Linked DNA regions of Sus scrofa: region 2 is linked to region 1. A link is a contact called in public HiChIP or PLAC-seq data. All regions are on one chromosome and are shown on one strand. The core of a region is the stretch at or near the end of the contact, and the rest is flanking DNA. Distances in the headings are between cores, read along the strand shown.

Region 1 (3,331 bases), core at 611-3,110:
GCCTGTGTACATGTGCGCATGTGTCTGTGTGTGCATATGTATGTGTGTGTTTTGCATATGTGTGCATGTGTGTGGCTGTGAGTGCTATACATACATACACACCATCCACACCCACATCACATGGTAACATTCGAGTGTGAATATCCACATACATCTGACAGGATAGATTCTCCATTAGCTTTAGGGCTGGGAGACTCTGGTTTGAGCCTCAGCACCCAGTCAGGGCCCCTGCGCACCTTGAGCCTTAGGTTCCTTATCTGAGAAGCTCACAGTTGGAAGTGGCAGTGAGCACGACAGTGAAGGGGGCCTGCCGCAGGCATGAGAGGTGGTCTTCAAAAGCCGCTCTGCTCCTGTGATTAGATTTCCCGGCCCTTCCTGTGCATGGATGATGTTCAGGTCACCAGTTCACACTCAGGATCCACCTGCAGGCCACATACCTCAACCTCTCAGGGGAGCCAGGAGCGGCACCACCCCTGAGCTGGCAGGTGCACGGGTGCAGTGCAGAGCTGGGAGCCTGACTCAGTTCTGGCAGATGCCTTGAACTTTGTTGAGGACCTTCCCCCTCTTGCTCGGTTTCCCCATTGCACAATGACAGCTTGGAGTATCTTCAGGTCTCAGAGCTCTCTGGGGGCAGGGGTGTGTGTGACTGGGCCAGGAAAGCCGGAGGCAGGGCAGGCAACATCAAGTCCAGTTGCCAAAAGCACCACTTTATTTCATCTCTCACTGATATTCTGTCCCTCAGCCTCATGGCTGCCACCGCCTCCATCCCATTACAGAAATCATGTTAAATAAGGTTCTGCTCTTGGAAACTCAGCCCCAGTGAGTGAACTTAGCTCATCTTAATGCCCTTTCCCAGCACTGAGAGCCTGGCAGAAGCCTTCCCCCTCTGCTGGGCAGACAGACAGTCATGTCCACATGGCCCCTTCCTCCATTTCCCTTTCTCTGCAAAAGGTAGGGAAAGGGAAGGGGCACTTTCCCGATTTCATGGGAGGACAAGGCTCTAGCATCCGGGGGCTGCCTGGGAAACTCTTAGTGCAGGACAGGACTTGAACCTCCTTCCTAGTCTCACCTTCCCCCTCCCCCTGCACCCACACTCCTCCTGTGCTTAGGCTGGCATACACCCAGCTCCCCCCGTGCACTCTCTAGAACATCCTAGGAAGCTCCAGGTCATTCCAGGCCCAGCTCCAGCTTTCCCTCTCCAGTGAGCAGAGTTGCTGGACCCATGGGTGCCCCTTGGAATTGTGGGTCCATGGAATTGTGCATTTAATCCCTTACCTGTGCATGTGGAGCTCCATCAGAGCAGCCCCACCGCCTCAGCTATCCTGTTGCCAGCTCCAGCCCAGGATCTGGGTCTAAGGAAAGGCCCAGGAAAGTTCACTGCAGGGAGCACCCTGTGGTGTCCATAAGAGGTGAGCGCTAGGCTTCCCTCGCTGCCCTGGGAGACGGCGTATGGCCCTGGCCTCATTCTGTGAGACGCCTTAAGGATCCACGGCCCCATACTGCTCCCAGTCCAAGTTCAACCTGCTCCCAGGATCCCGCCCCCTCTTCTACCTGAGTCCTGAACAGGAAGGAATGAGATCCCTGAGCCCTTCCCCACCTTCTCTCCCCTGCCTCCCCACTGCAGAGACAGAGGGACCGAGGGAGGCCAGGAAACAAAGAGAAAAAAAATGCAACAAAAGAGAGGTAAACTCAGACAGAGATAGACACACAGAGAGATAAAGAGAGACTGAAAGAGAAAAGGAAAAACATAGAGAGGGAGGAGATACAGGCAGAGAGGCAAAGTGGGAGATTGGAGGGCAGGAGAGGGGAGGGAAAACAAGCTGGAGATGGCAGGGAGGGCCAGGCAGCCTCGCAGCTGCAGAGGGGAGTCTGCCAGCCTGGCCTCCCGGGGCTGGCCTGGGCATAGGGCCCCAGCACGGGGTGGTGGCAGCTGGGCTGGGCATTTGGCTGTCTCTGCTGAGCCCAAGCCCCTGTGCCTGACCTGAGCCCAGCTGCTCCAGCCCTCTTGTGCTGCTGCCTGCAGCTGCCAGGCCCCTTTCATGCTCTGAGACCAGGAGCCAACGGAGCGAGCCTCAAAGCCGGGCCTCCGGGGTCATCTCTGTCAGGGAGGGAGGGGTGACTCCTCATATTCCACCAGCGGGACCCACGCAGAAACCCATTCCATTTGGCTTTGGGATGAGACATGTGGTTTTTGTGACAGTAGATCTCCTTCCTAATTAGAGACTTACTGAGGCGTGTGTCGAAATCAGCGGCGTTTCCTGAGCTCAACAAATAAGAGCAGCCCTTCCCTCTGGGGCTGTGTTTTCTGGTCTTGAGGCACCTCCCGGATGATGCTGTTTCTTGGATAGATTTTTCATAACATCCCCGATCGCTGGATGTCAGCCTAGCAGAAAACAGGGGCTGGGAGGTGAATGATGTGTCCAGAGAGTCCACCTTTATGTGTCAGCACCAGAGCCCGAATCCCATTAGTAGGTGCCGAGCTCCATGCATACTGCTGGAACTCTGTGATCCCATCAAGGCTGACCAGCTAGGGGGCCAAACTGTGGGTGAGCTGCTGAGTAAGGCGAGGTACAAGGTCCGGAGTTCTTTTCCTTCTATTTTGTGGAGCCTGCAGGCATACATTTAAGGATGTGGGTGAGTCGGCCCACATAATTTTTAAAGCAATAAAGGTCTTTTAAATTTTTTCCCTTGAAGCCTACTCACTCTTTGTTCTCTACTGCACTTAACTGGGATCAGAGCCCAGATGCTGGCTGGGTGGCTGCGGAAAGATGGAGCCCAGAATTCAAAATTGAGTCAGAAATGATTGACATGCAATGAGATGGGGGGATAGTCCCCTACATTCCTCTTGAGGCAAAAGCTGAGATCCTGGGTGAGCCCCAGTGGAGGTGGAAGGACCCAACAGGAGGTGCAGGGCGGGGCTCTGTGGGAGGGGATGGGGGACAGGGAGGAAGTAAGGAAAGGGGGGCTAGGCATGAAGCTGTTGTGTGGGCTGTGGGGTTTGTGATGTGAGCCACCCTGCACCCTGATGGCATCATCAGAGTCACTAACTTATGACTTTTTGGTTGTGAATGAATTTCTCTGGGCAACAGGTTGGTTCCCAGATGTCTGCATGACGTTGGGAGTGGGAAAAAGTCAAGGGCAGGGATCTGTGTGTTCACGGACCTTGGAGTTGGGGGTTCTAGCCAAGTGTGCCTTGGTATTCAGGGCCTGGAGGCCTTAGCCAACATCTGAGTTATGGATGTGCAAGAAATATGGCCCAAGAAGCAGAGGTGAAGGTAGAGCTGGGGACTGTATTAGACAGTGAATCAGGATCCCAGAGACCCTGCCGGGC
Region 2 (3,331 bases), core at 220-2,719, 640 kb after region 1:
TATGCCGCGAGAGTGGCCCTAGAAAAGGCAAACACCCACCCACCCACACACAAAAGAATGGCTGGACAGCAGGGAACAGTGTGGAGGATTGGTTGAGCATGTCTGGACCCAGTGGGAAAAGTGCGTGACTGATTAGCCATGCCTGTTATGGGTGCAGGAGGTGGGGGTGGCGTCCCACACACCACAGCCCTGCCATTCCTGTGCTAGTTGGTCCTTGAAGGCTCGTCTAGCTCTGACTCTCCCACGGACATACCGTCCGCCCTGCCCCTGTCTGGAGCTCCTAGAGAATGCCAGGTGGGTGGATTTGGAGTCTTGAGCTGGGGTAGAGAAGGGACAGTGGAGAACACCTCTTTGTCTGAAAAGCTGGAGCTGTAAGAACATCTGCAGGGTATTTATAGCCTTCTGGAGGATACCAGCTGGTGGTCGGGAACCCTGGCTCCATCTCCAGCTTCATCTCACCCTGTGTCCTCCCAATGTCCTGAGGAAATTATTTCCACCCTCCCTCTTCCCCATTTCATGGTGCATGAACCTTTGGAATCGTAGGCCAGATCAGGGTCACTGCATGGGCACTTCTATTCTAGGGAAAGCTTGCGGTCCAGACCCAGCACCAGACAGCATCATGCTGTGACTCCCTGTCTCTGCACTGTCCTCAGGGTTATACAGCAGTGACAGTCACCTTTCTCACACACAGGGGCAGGGAAGGAAATGAGGAGGAAGCCTGCCACATTCCATGGAGAGCATGATGCAATAAAACATCATGAGCTGTATAACCAGACTGGGGCTCAAGTCCTGGCACTGCCACTTTCAGTAGTGTGGCACTGAGCAAGTCATCAGAACTTTCTGAGCCTCAGTTTCTTCTTCTATAGTATGGTAATAATAATTAGAACATCACAGTGGAATTCTGAGGCTTAAGGTGATATGAGTAGAGAACCTAGTATCTGGCACATATAGCTTCAATAGTTGCCGCTTTCTCTTTCCATGCCGAGGAAACAAAAAGCAGTGGTGGCATAGCCTTGGGGATGAGAGCAAATCTAGCAACCTTATCCAGAGCTGAAGCTGGCCCTCCTTCACCTCTGGGGGAGAGAAGCTGTCAGGGAAAGTTCCCTGTGAGGTCATGGATTTGGAGTCTAGCCAGAAGGTGGCAGGAGGATTTGGCCTCAAGGACGTAGCCTGGGCCTGCTAAGGTGTCACATGCCCCAGAGGGATGGGACACCCAGAGTGCAGATTCCCAGCTCAGGGTGGGTCGGGATATGTGTCAGGGCAACATCAACATTTTCTCCTAGATCAGCCAGCCTCCCTCTCTAGATGAACTCCTGTGCCCCTAAACAGGTTGTCAGGTATACATAGCTGTGTGGGGCTGGCCCTCAGGAAGCCCCCAGTCTGAAACACCCAGGGTACGTTGTGTTGTCCCTTTAACCACCATTGACAGTGGGGGTTCCCATAGGGTGGGTACTGGGAGATTGGGTCATGGAGAGAAGTAGGTCTACCCTTCCAGGATCCTCAAGTGTCAAGCCAAAGCCTCTGGGGCCAGCGGGTGCAGAGTCTTGGCCTAGGGGCATTCCCCGAGTTGAGGAGGGGGACCTGGTTTGGGACGAGCTCTTGTCCAAATCAGGATTTCCCTTTTCTGAACACTCTACCCTGAGCCACTTCACTTACTCAGCTCCTCAGCCCAGTGGGTTAGGGAAGGGATGCACCTTTCTGCCTGACAGATGAGAGCACAGGCTCCGGGAGATAAAGCGCCCCCCCCGCCCCACGGCCTCACAGCCAAGACGATCTGGCTCTCGGGACCCACCCCCTACCCAGGGACCTCACCCTGTGCAAGGCCACAAGCTGACCCAAGGGCCTGCTCCAGTTGCCCGGCCAAGAATGGGAAGCAGCTGGTCCTGGTCAGCTGCCTGGAGCTGCCTCTTCCCTCCTCCCCCCTCACGTTCTGTCCCTCTGCTTCTCCTCCTAACTTCCCTGGGGTAGGGCACAAAGTCACTCTGACTGTCTTTGCCTCACCACCACCCTCTTCCTCTGTCTCCAGGCAGTGTACCCAGTGTAGGCACCGAAGATTGGGTGTGGAAGTGTCACCTGCTGTGTGACCACAGGGAGCTGCTACATCTCTCTGAGCTCCTTTATCTCTCTTTTTTTTTTTTCTATTTTTTATTTATTTGTTTTTATATTTTTTAATTGTTATTTCCCCGATACAATTTTTTTTCTGCTGTACAGCATGGTGACCCAGTTACACATACATGTATACATTCTTTTTTCTCACATTATCATGCTCCATCATAAGTGACCAGACATAGTTCCCAGTGCTACACAGCAGGATCTCATTGCTAATCCATGTCAGGATGGCTGAGGGGTCTAAGGCACCAGACTCAAGCTTCTGCTTCCTTTATCTTTAAGATGAGAAAGGCATGGGATTCCTGTCGTGGCGAAGCGAAACGAATCCGAGTAGGAACCATGAGGTTGCAGGTTCGATCCCCAGCCTCGCTTAGCAGGTTAAGGATCCAGCGTTGCCATGAGCTGTGGTGTAGGTGGCAGATGCAGCTCGGATCTGGCATTGCTGTGGCTGTGGCATAGGCCAGCAGCCTGTAGCTCCTATTGGACCCCTAGCCTGGGAACCTCCATATGCCGTGGGTGCGGCCCTAAAGAAAAGCCAAAAAAAAAAAAAAAAAAAAAAAAAGATGAGGAAGGCATCAAACTACAGTGCTTTCTTAACCTCAGTCACTTTCTTCCATTTATACTGGTTAAGATGTTCCTTTAGTCTGTTTAGGTCTGCCATCCCTCCCTAATTTAATCCTATCCTAAATAATAATATCCACCAACTCACCAGTGATCATTGTTTTAGTCCACATCCTTCACTATGAAAATGTAAATGTCTTCCCACCTAAAATCCTCCTTATTCTACCAGTGGTTATATGCATCACTCTTCGGGAACCCCAGACCGGGTTGTCAGAGTCTCTTTCAGTCCTGCGATGCTCTGATTAGGGCTGAGTCATTGAATTTTCTTGCCACTCTGGGCCCAGTGATGGTCATCTGTCCACCCATCTATCCATCTATCTGATGAGCATTGTTGAGTACCAGGCTCTAGGCTAAGCTGTGGGAATCCATAACTAGAAGATATCCCAGCTGATGGGGGAGACTGATGCAAAGACACCCCACTGGTCTAGTGCCACCAAGCTGGGGTGCATGACGGGGGCACTGAGGACATAGGAATAGACAACCGAGAGGGTGGTCGTTGAACCAGGCCTTAATGGAGAAGGGGGCCAGGCATTCTGGGCTGAGGCACAGAGGCAAAGACCTGGAGGTGTGACCTTCAGAATGCAGTCCAGGAGGCAGGGAG

Evidence for each region. HiChIP or PLAC-seq counts read pairs in DNA pulled down with a chosen protein or histone mark.
Region 2: an H3K27ac HiChIP or PLAC-seq map of skeletal muscle shows a contact between it and region 1, with 4 times the contacts expected there. The contact joins two enhancer-like sites. A contact is called at or near these places in 1 of 47 Hi-C or Micro-C datasets (heart right ventricle) and 1 of 2 datasets of contacts at active chromatin or transcription factors (skeletal muscle).

The regions. Positions count from the first base shown.
Region 1 is chr14:80,888,896-80,892,226 of Sscrofa11.1, forward strand. All of the region lies in intron 5 of LOC102163764 (a long non-coding RNA gene), which reads left to right. Among named protein-coding and RNA genes, the nearest start is that of RPS24, 420 kb to the left of the region's middle. Within about 2 kb of position 1,861, at least 26 of the 83 cell types and tissues checked have an H3K27ac peak or open chromatin away from gene starts, as enhancers often do. A contact at or near this core is called in skeletal muscle, where this site is marked.
Region 2 is chr14:81,527,077-81,530,407 of Sscrofa11.1, forward strand. All of the region lies in intron 4 of ZMIZ1 (zinc finger MIZ domain-containing protein 1), which reads left to right. Among named protein-coding and RNA genes, the nearest start is that of TRNAK-UUU, 72 kb to the right of the region's middle. Within about 2 kb of position 1,470, at least 5 of the 83 cell types and tissues checked have an H3K27ac peak or open chromatin away from gene starts, as enhancers often do. A contact at or near this core is called in skeletal muscle, where this site is marked.